Regions from separate parts of the Mus musculus genome. Here region 1 is linked to region 2. Evidence: chromatin contacts called from public promoter capture Hi-C data. All regions are on one chromosome and are shown on one strand. Each heading gives the region's core, a stretch centred on a gene start, on an enhancer-like site or on the middle of the called end of the contact. The rest is flanking DNA. Distances are from core to core; before and after follow the strand shown. Region 1 holds the start of Gmppa (GDP-mannose pyrophosphorylase A). Region 2 holds the start of Zfand2b (zinc finger, AN1 type domain 2B).

Region 1 (5,074 bases), core at 2,272-4,771, 270 kb after region 2:
AATGACAATGCATTCAGGGGTCTACCATCTATACCACCGAGAGCCTTGGGGCCTTGCAATCCCTCCCTTGCCTCTCACCCCTTTGTATTGCTAGATGAAGGGAGACTGTAGCCACTTTTCAGTTTCTAGGATGCTGGGAGACATACTGATTTCCCATAACCACCCTCTCTCTTGACACCAGGGACCCACCTCTCTGCTCACATGCTCCCTCTTTGTAACTTGAAGAATGTTGGGCTCTAGAATGGACTAGCCACATCGCAGGCCTATCTCAGCCTAGCTCTTCCTCAGGACTAGGGAGAGATGGATTTCATCTCAGTAATTAGGTCAAAAAGAGACAGTGTGAAGAGCTGGAGAAGACACCAGGAGAGGTCCTGGCCTGAGGTTTTTGGGATTTAAACACAGATCTGAATGTATGGAGCAGCTGTGAGTGCACAGGGTAGCCATGTCTGGGGTTGAGGGACACATCAGGCTAGACCTTCTTGTCTCCAAGGCAGGTTAGGAGTCTGCTGGGCAATGACTGGACACACCCATGCAGCATTGAAGAATGGTCACAAGGTCCCAGCAATGAGCTTCCTGGACCGGAGGTAGAGGAAAGAAGGAGGTGGGAAGGAAACTGCAGATCAAAGGGAGCCTTGAAGCTCTACTCTCGGCCAGATGGGAGGAACAAGCTTCTGCCTGTAAGCCGAGCTTCGGCACTGGGTTGAGACCCCTTGACTCAAGCTTCTACAGCCGTTCTGGCTTCCAGGATGGAGGCAGGGCTCATCATCTTAAAATAACAAGATGTTAAAAGCAGAGAGAGAGATACCTTGCCCACCCATCATCCCAGTTATGAAGATATACAGTTTGCCTGCGAGGATCTCCAACCCCTCACACATTGCAAATACATTCATATAAAACTCAGGTGCCTGAACTCGTATCTTGATAAATGGAAAAAAAACAATTCCTCTCCCGTCCCCTTTGATCTGCAGTTTCCTTCCCACCTCCATTGGAAATGGCACGTGAACAGCTTATTCCAAACACGGAAGAGCTGAGGTAATTTATGTCAGCAGAGTGGTATCAAAATTGTTCTGATCAAAAGGTTTGCAGTACCAAGACTCGTAAACCAGTGTCTACAACGCTCCCACCTGGTTCCCTAGCCTACATTGACAGCACTCCACTCAAGCCCCGGAGAGATGATCTTTATCACAGGCAGTCTTGTGCCCCTATGCACAAGGGTATGCCCTCAAAGGACTTCAGCAGACCTAGAGGTTGGGGAGTCAATTATAATGTTAACCTTCAAGGGTGGTAATGACCATCCAGACCCTGTTCTGTCACAAAGATGGAAGAGAGGCACTGGGAAAACAGTGCAGGGGTTACCTCTTCCAATTTCCAGGTTAGGTGTCTAGTGGGATAAGGGAAAGGGGCAGAGATGGTGTGCTGGCAGACTGCACAGAGAGCAGGCCTCAGTTCTATTATGAGAGTTCTGAATACTGACCCAGCCTGGAAGGATGGGGGTGTTTCAGAAGGAACTGAAAGAGAAGGGTCTGCCTTGGCTTCTGAAGGACAAAGTTCTGGCAAAGGCAGTGTAGCCAAGCTGACGTAATGAATCTCAACTTTCCTGGACCTGTTTATCTGCTGGAGTTAGGATGCAAGGAGCTGTGCTATAGGCCTAAGTAGTACTGTCTCCAAGGATCCAGAGGTAGTGGTGGCTCTGGGAGTGCAAGATACTGATAACTGGCCATCTGGACCAGTATAGAGCATCAACGATGCCAACCAGTGCTCAGATTCCATGGGCATCCTTATGGAAGGCTCATGTGCTCTAGGTTCAGAACAGCGTCACCCTGTGGGCATCTGCAGTGGTAGTGTCCAGGCGGGAGTGCATTTGTAGCTGGGCCTAGTCCAGACCGAGTGAGGAGGAACCCACCCTCCACACTGACTGGAGGGCATGACAAGCCTAGCAATTTCCTCCCTTCCTTCAGGTCCTGATCCCACCCAGACTGAGAAGTCAGCCCGGGGCTCCCATCCTAGGATTCTAGGACCCAAGGTCACAGTGTGCGTGCGCCAGGATTTAAAATCTAGTTTTCTGGCTCCCAACCCAGGGCGCTTTCCTTACACAGAGCTGTCTCCGAAGCACTTGTGAGAGCTGTATCTCTTTTGATCTTCTACTTGACCCAGAGAAAAAGGGACAGGGATAAGTCCTGTTTAATAACGAAAGAGATAAAATGTAAAGGCTAGTCATCTGTCCAATAACATACTGTGAATTCAAATGCATCGTGTGGAGTTAGGGCCAGATATTCCTCATCTCATGGTGATGCTCGTGTCCTATGGTCAGGTTCCCCTGTCCTTTGTTGAGTCCATGCTAAGATATAAAAGGGACCTCAAAGACGCCATGGCAGCACTGACTGCCCACTCCATGTCTGCCAGACCAAGCACGGGTAGGACATTGAGGACCACGACAGGGAGGTCTAGGATCTGCAGCTAAGGCAGGGCTGAGACTGGGACCTGTGTAGTATTGTTCCCAGAAACTGGACTGCAAAGAATGAGCTTTATAATTAACGCTCATTACACACACAGATAAACTGACCCACAGATCTGCCCTCCGTCTCTCCACACCTTCCCCAGGGTGTAGAGATTGGTCCTAACACCACCAGCGCCTTACCATTCCCCAGGACTACCCCAGGACATGGCCCAAGGCTTCCTCAGGTGGACATGGCTTGAAAGGGACCATCAGACCTTTTTACCCTGGCTGCGATCCCAGGTGCTGGTGGGATCCAAACCCTCTTCTGCCTTGCTTAATAAAACTGCTTTCCTGGCTGGAGAGATGGCTCAGTGGTTAAGAGCACCGACTGCTCTTCTGAAGGTCCTGAGTTCAAATCCCAGCAACCACATAGTGGCTCACAACCATTCGTTAATGAGGTCTAACGCCCTCTTCTGGTGCATCTGAAGACAGCTACAGTGTACTTAGATATAATCTAAAAAACAAAAATAAAACAAAATTGCTTTCCTTCTGATCCTCCTCGTGCTTGTTTGTTTTGTTTTCCATCGCCATTTCCTCTCCCTGCCTGCCCCCCCCCCCATATTTATTCCAAGACCCACAGGCCAAGGTCACAGAATGTTGGAGTCACTAGGAAATCTGGAAAGCTCATTTTACAGGTAGTAGTCATCCGGAATAGGATTTCTCTCAGTGTCAAATTTCTCAGCTGGACAAATTTTGGAACTGTGATTGCTCCTTTTCTTTTGCTCAGTCTAGGCTCAGCCCCTCCAGGCTGTTCCAAAGCTGGCCACCCAGGGGATTGTCCTGTGACTTAGTGCTCCGCTGCCCCTGAGCCCATACTGGAAAAGCTTAGGTCTCAATCTCAAGTTTCCAGGCCTAACTTCTTAGCCCCCATCCTTACTCCTCTCTCTCCTCAGTTAAGCCTTGTCCTACGGTGACTTGACGGAACGCACCAGGTTTCCAGCACGTTTCCCAAGTGTCTTATTGGAGTTGGAGAGAGAACGTTTTCAAAACTACAATTCCCAGCAGCCCCCGCGAAAGAGCTCTCGCGGGTTGTAAGGAGACACGTACGCGGAAGGAGCAAGCAGTGGCAGGCGGCAGAGCTGGCGTAAAGGGAGCTAGTGGTAAAAGGATCTACATGGTGGAGGGGGTGGTGGGCAGGGTAAGGTGTAGCAGACGGACCCTGGACGTAGGGAGGGCTCACAGGGCCTGTCTTTCTCTCCTCATGCCCACGCTTGTGTTGGTTCTATAACCAATGGCTACGAGAAACTGACGTCTATTGGACTGACTCAGTTGTGGGGTCCAGGTCAGCAATCAATCTTTGGAATCCAGAGATTCCGCACCAGTGGTCGGTATGCGCACGGCTGGAGTAGTAGGCTCAGCGTTTGACATGTCAACGGAACCTGTCTTTTGATTCGAGCACATGTAGGTAGTTGTAGAATTCACAGTCAGCACCTAGAGGTGTTAGGGTTGGTGCTCATCAAATGCAGATTGATGTTAGTTCTGTACTTGGGGCGCATTCATAGGATTAAAATTAAATACCCAGAGCTCACTCAAGGTTTGTGGTTCCATATTCACCGCTGGGATTCGGAGTTGAACAGCTAGAAGGAGGAAGCAGTCATTTGCAAGGCACTGGGACTAGAGGTTTCAGGGTTTTGAGATCTGGGGTCAGAGAAGGGGGTCCGTTGAGTACCCGTGTTTACATAATTTGTTCACGGCCAAAGAGAAGTCATTAGAGATAAAAGGGAGGGCTGCAGGGTTTTGAAGCCATCTGAGTTCTGGATTGGGATGAATTTCGTGATTGTGTGCCCAAGGAGGGACTATACTGAACTTTTGTGTTTACATCCTAGGAAAGGACTATGTGTTGTAATTATTCTGTTGTGGTTTGAGGTTTAGGTAATAGCGCTCATCATGCTCAAAGCTGTGATTCTCATTGGAGGCCCCCAGAAGGGTGAGGAGATGGGGGACAGGGGAGCGGGTAGGCTGGAGAGGTCGGTGGGGTTGGGACACAAGGAAATAGGAAGCTAAAACGTTCTCCTGTCCTCTCAGGGACTCGCTTCAGGCCTTTGTCTTTTGAGGTGCCCAAACCTCTGTTTCCTGTGGCAGGCGTTCCCATGATCCAGCACCATATAGAAGCCTGTGCCCAGGTAACCCCACACTTCCTGCCCCTCTCCTTCATGGTGTGTGTCTGTCTTCCATTTCCCAGCTGCCATCTTTTCCCACCAACTACGGCTCCACGGGCTGCCATTCACAGGCGTCTGAGCACTGCTTTGGGCAGCCAGTCCTGGTGACTTCCCTGCCTCTTGCTGCTGCTCAGATTTCACACTTAGTTTTACAGTATGGAATGTGAAGCCAGGCAGGGATCTTAAAGAATAAGCTAGAGCCATAGCAGGGGGAATCAGTGATAAAGCGCAGAGCACCTATGCTGTAGCTCCTTTTCTTTATTGCTCCATTATTGGGATAGACAAGGTTTGAGTCTGAGTCCTGTCTTCCTGCTGGGACCTGGAGCAAGCCAAATTTCAACCTCTTTCAGCTCTAGTTTTCTTATCTGTAAAGGAGATTAAACCTCCCGTGCAGAGTGTTGAAGCTGTAAAATGCCTA
Region 2 (4,918 bases), core at 241-2,740:
ATGTGTGTGGTCACATGTGTGGGGAGGTGTGGACATGCATTTGTGTGTACCCTGAGGCTTGTGGCTGATGCTGGGAATCAATCTGGCAGGTTGAGGTTGCTCTTCCTCTTTATTCATTGAGACTAGGCCTCTCAGTCGAACCCAGAGTTTGCTGATATAACACAACCAACAAGCACATGAGTGTGGCAGGCATGTAAGTCGGCAGATGACCCAAGTCAAGGTGTTTGGGTACAGTTAGAGCTGAGAACAGGGCTTCTGCCTGAGGTAGCCAGGAAAGACTGTCTTAATTTCTACCGGTCTTAGAGTGAAAATCAAAGGAAGAGGAGGGGAAAGTTGAGAGGCAGAAACTGGTTTTTTGTTTGTTTGTTTGTTTACTTCACCTGATTACTTGTTTCCACGTCTAGACCTACGGGAAGGTAGAGTGACTACCAATTCCAAGTAGGAGAAGCTGTGTGAGAAGCAAAATGTGCTGAGCCAGGAAGGTCTCAGTCTGTGGTTCCTAAAGGTGTACACCAGTTTAATGACTGCCACTCTTCAAAAAACATTCCAGAACCCCTGAGAATGTGCTAGGCTAGTGTTTTTCAAGTTGAGACATACTAGAAATGTGTTACCATTCCTTCTGGAGCTCCCCTCTGAGTCAGAAGTCCTAGGACCCAGGCATCTGTTTAAAATAGCTATGTAGTGAGTTTCACCTGAGACTGTTGTACTTTAGGTATTATGTGCCAGGCAGGGCCCAGTATGAAACAGGTAGAGCTGATCCTTGACTCTTTGATATATTTTAATTTTATCATTGAAGGGAAGGGTGTGCAGTTCTCTTGGGTTTTTCGTCTTCTCTCCTTTCACTATGGATGTCTCTTTTCACCAGGTAGTCCCCTTTGTGTGGCCGATGCCTCTCTCTCTCTCTCTCTCCCTCCCTCCCTCACCCCCGAGCCTGGGTGTCTCTATGTAGTCTTGGCTGTCCTAGAATTCGATATGTAGACCATGCTGATGTCGAACTCACAAAGATTCACCTGCATCTGCTTTCTGAGTGTTGGGAGTAAAGGCTTGAGACACTGTGCCAGGTTGGTGAACAGCTGATTTCAATGAGGTGACGTGTAAACTGGGATGGAGGGGAGGAGAAGACAGAGCAGGTGTGCTCAGATCATACCGACAAGGGCTAGGGATGTCTTAGAGGGTGAACATCAACACTAAAACCTGGAGAGGAATCTGCACCACTGAGAAACACTGTAACTCCTCACAGAAAAGAGGTAGCCTCGGTCTGGAGAAATGGCTAGAGAAAAGTAAGGTAGTGACGAAGTGAGCAGGCTAAAGGCCGAACTGCTTCCAAACCACCCTTGTCCACCGACACGTCCATCTTTGCCTTCACTGGTTGGTTCTGAAAAAACTCTTCTAAGCTTTACACCCGCTCCCGGGCGTGGCTCAACTCTTCTGGGACTCTCCGCCTGCAATCTACTGTTGCCCGGGATGGACCCGCCCAACGTGATGACGTCAGAGCGCGCGAGCCCTCGGGAGGAGGAGTAGGGGCTGCGGGCCGGCGGACGCTCAGGCTTCGGTAACCTGTGCTGGGCGGGGGAGAGGAAGGGGCGGGGCGGGGAGCCCCCCGGAGTTGCTGTGTTGCGGACGGGGCCCGGAGCGGGAGTCCTTGGCACGCTCAGCTCTCGTTTCTTCCCCGCAGCAGGCCCCGCACGGCCAGGCGATGGAGTTTCCGGACCTCGGGGCTCACTGTTCCGAGCCGAGCTGTCAGCGCTTGGGTGAGGGGCGGAGCACGCGGGAGGCGGGGCCGGACGGCTGGGGCTGGGGACTGCAGGTAGGGCCAGGAGGGTGAGCACTGGAGCTGGAAAGGCCAGGAGGGCGGGGCTCGAAGTTGTGGGCGGAGACTAGGGGCGTGGCCAAATTGATCGTGTACTGTGAAAGAGGTACAGTGTGTTGCAAATAGGGCAGAGTTTTTCCTACCTGAGTAGCAGCTTTGCGCAAGAGGAAAGGACATCTAAGTTTCCTTTGAACCCGCAATCTGACCCATTCTCTGTAGATTTTTTGCCACTCAAGTGCGATGCCTGCTCGGGCATCTTCTGCGCAGACCATGTGGCCTACGCCCAGCATCACTGTGGATCAGCTTACCAAAAGGTGAGGGGGCGATCGTGAGGGTGGCAGGGGTTGGTGTATGGAGAGGAGAGCGGGTGCAGATGCTTTCAGGATCTGTCTATTTTATGTTTTCCCCTCTTAGTTATTGTGTTTCTAAGCCCAGCACTGGGTAACTTTGTTTTTTGTGTATTTGTGAGTGGTATATCCGGGTTCTTTAAGAGATTGCTTGGCTCTCATACTGACTCCTGACCCTTGACTATAGGATATCCAGGTACCTGTGTGCCCTCTCTGTAATGTGCCTGTGCCGGTGGCCAGAGGAGAGCCTCCTGACCGTGCTGTGGGAGAGCACATTGACAGAGACTGTCGTTCTGACCCAGCACAGCAAAAACGCAAGGTAAATAAATAATGGAGGGGTTAGTGAGACAACCCAGCGTAGTATACGGACATCTGCAAACCCAAAAGGCTAGCTCCATGGGGGCCAGAGGAGAAGATGAGTTTCCTAAATAACAAACCCTGTTTCATCTCAGATCTTCACCAATAAGTGTGAACGTTCTGGCTGCCGGCAGCGGGAGATGATGAAACTGACTTGTGATCGCTGTGGCCGAAACTTCTGCATCAAGCACCGTCATCCCCTGGACCATGAATGCTCTGGGGAAGGTCATCAGACCAGCAGGGCAGGGTAATTACCACCAAATAGCCAACTTGCTTTGCTTCAGCCATGTCTTCCTTGACCAAGGCAGTCTTTATGCTTTTTGCTCCATTTTGCTTGCAGTGCTGTGGACTGAAACTAGGCAAGCAAGCACTCTGCCCCTGAGGTACTGCCTTGGCCCTTTTGTTGTTTTGAGAGGTTTCACTTCTTAGCCCAGGCTGGCTTCAAACTTGTGGCAGTCCTCCTGCCTCAGACCCTCCAGTGCTGAAATTACAGCATACATTACTTCCAGCTCCCTTTATTCCTTGGAGACAAGAGTCCACAAAGTTGCCCCGGCTGTCATTGAACTCACTGTGCCCTGTACAATTTTCAGTTTTTCAGTCTGAACTTTCCAGGTAGCTGAAATTACTGACTACCCTCCTGACACCCAAAGCCTGTGCTGGAAGATTTATTAGAATGGTTTTCTTTTCTTCCCTTCAGGCTTGCTGCTATTTCTAGAGCACAAGGTCTGGCTTCTACAAGCACCGCCCCCAGTCCAAGCCGGACCTTGCCTTCATCATCCTCCCCAAGCAGGTAGGCCTACCCATTTCTCCTCTCCCCATTTTAACCCCTTCACACTTCTGACCACAGCCTGTTTTAATGTCTTCCATAGAGCTACACCCCAGCTTCCAACCAGGACAGCCTCTCCTGTTATTGCTTTGCAGAATGGCTTGGTGAGTTGGGGAAAGGTTGGATAGACTGAAGTAATTCTACACAGACTAAAGTCCAGGGAGACTGGTCTTTCTGTCTCCTTTTGCAGAGTGAGGATGAGGCCCTGCAGCGTGCCCTGGAACTGTCCCTTGCGGAGGCTAAACCCCAGGTTCTAAGGTACCTACTCTGAATGAGAACAAGATCTGTTTGGAAGGATGAAGGTGGGACCACACCAACCCACAATAGCTAAAAATTTGATTTCAAAATTAGATGAACCATATATCCCCAAAGGCCATACCAATGGCAGTAATTCTGATAAATACCATGTTGACTATAGAAAGTAAAGATGGAGGTCACACTCTAAAGTACTCAGTACCATGATAAGCTCTTCCTTTCCAGTTCTCAGGAGGAAGACGACTTGGCGTTAGCACAGGCACTGTCAGCCAGTGAGGCAGAATACCAACAGCAGCAGGTAAGAGGACTGTGTGGGCTGGGTCCTGTGTTGGTCCTGCCCAGCTGTGGGTAGTATTGCTGTGGGGTGGGGATCGTCCCTTTGCTTCCTTCCAGTGACTCCAGCTCACCCTGAGCCCTGAAAGGAAGCCTGTCCCCTCTGGTCTTTGACATCACACCATCTCCTCCTTCTCCTCTCCTTGCTCCAGGCGCAGAGTCGTAGCTTGAAGCCGTCCAACTGCAGCCTGTGCTAGGGCCCTGGGCTTGGGGAGAGAGGCTCACCCAAGGACTGTGACCCTCACATCTCCAGGGTCCACAGGGAAAGGAAGCACAGAGAAGCCTGGACAGCAGTGCCAAGCAGGAGTGACGTGGAGGACGCTCCATGGAGCCCGGAGAGGAAGGACACTCATGCAGCTAAGCTAGCTCTGCTGCTGCAGAAGAGGGTGGCCGGGAAGTGCTCTCTGGTTGGGGCCTTGGTAGGTGCTAACCAGACTCAATCCCTACAGCCTTTTTCATCATGTTACTCCCTTTTCCCTGGGGCTGCCACATGTAGCAGACAGGGAGAGGGCCGGGAAGAGTAAAGACTGGCAATCAGTAAGATGTATGAGTGCTGTTTCTTTTTCGGGAATGTTCATTCAGCTCAAGGGGAGAGACCCCTTGCAGTACCCCACACAACCAAACCACAGCCGTCCTTGCGCAGGCCATTTATTTCCTCACGATGCTTTCTGGAAGGTCCCTTTTCCTTACAATAGCTAGCACCAAACTCCTACACCAGGATGAAATGAAGGCAAGAGAGGGGACATATCTTTTTCTCCTGAGTTCGCCTTTGGAAGGAAAGAGGTCCCTTTTATTACTATGCCGTGTCCTGAGGTTTAGATTCTTCAGGGACAGTTTCTTGTCCTTGCTGCTGCAGCTGCCACATCTCGGCATAAACGCCACCTCGGGACAGCAGGGCTTCGTGCCTGGGATGATAAAGCAAGGTTAAGTCCCACTCATTGGTTTCACTTCAATCTCAAGGAGAACAGAGGGTGTGAACAAGAAAGAAAC

Evidence for each region. Promoter capture Hi-C pulls out the DNA fragments that hold promoters and counts their contacts.
Region 1: a contact with region 2 is called in a promoter capture Hi-C map of pre-B cells, with 2.6 times the contacts expected there. The contact joins the promoter of Gmppa here to the promoter of Zfand2b in region 2. A contact is called at or near these places in 8 of 39 promoter capture datasets (the 3T3-L1 cell line, 3T3-L1-derived adipocytes, the C10 cell line and 5 more), 1 of 115 datasets of contacts at active chromatin or transcription factors (memory CD8 T cells) and 2 of 9 other capture datasets (adipose tissue and liver).

The regions. Positions count from the first base shown.
Region 1 is chr1:75,432,415-75,437,488 of GRCm38.p6, forward strand. Gmppa (GDP-mannose pyrophosphorylase A) reads left to right here and starts at 3,522. Exons shown (of 13, transcript NM_001357170.1): 1 at 3,522-3,898; 2 at 4,364-4,424; 3 at 4,523-4,620. The coding sequence starts at 4,385.
Region 2 is chr1:75,167,156-75,172,073 of GRCm38.p6, forward strand. It overlaps Zfand2b (zinc finger, AN1 type domain 2B), which reads left to right and starts at 1,491. Exons shown (of 10, transcript NM_001159905.1): 1 at 1,491-1,552; 2 at 1,676-1,751; 3 at 2,030-2,124; 4 at 2,345-2,476; 5 at 2,610-2,761; 6 at 3,212-3,304; 7 at 3,384-3,444; 8 at 3,531-3,598; 9 at 3,821-3,893; 10 at 4,081-4,471. The coding sequence starts at 1,697. The coding sequence ends at 4,125. It overlaps Abcb6 (ATP-binding cassette, sub-family B (MDR/TAP), member 6), which reads right to left. Exons shown (of 19, transcript NM_023732.3): 19 at 4,485-4,833. The coding sequence ends at 4,725.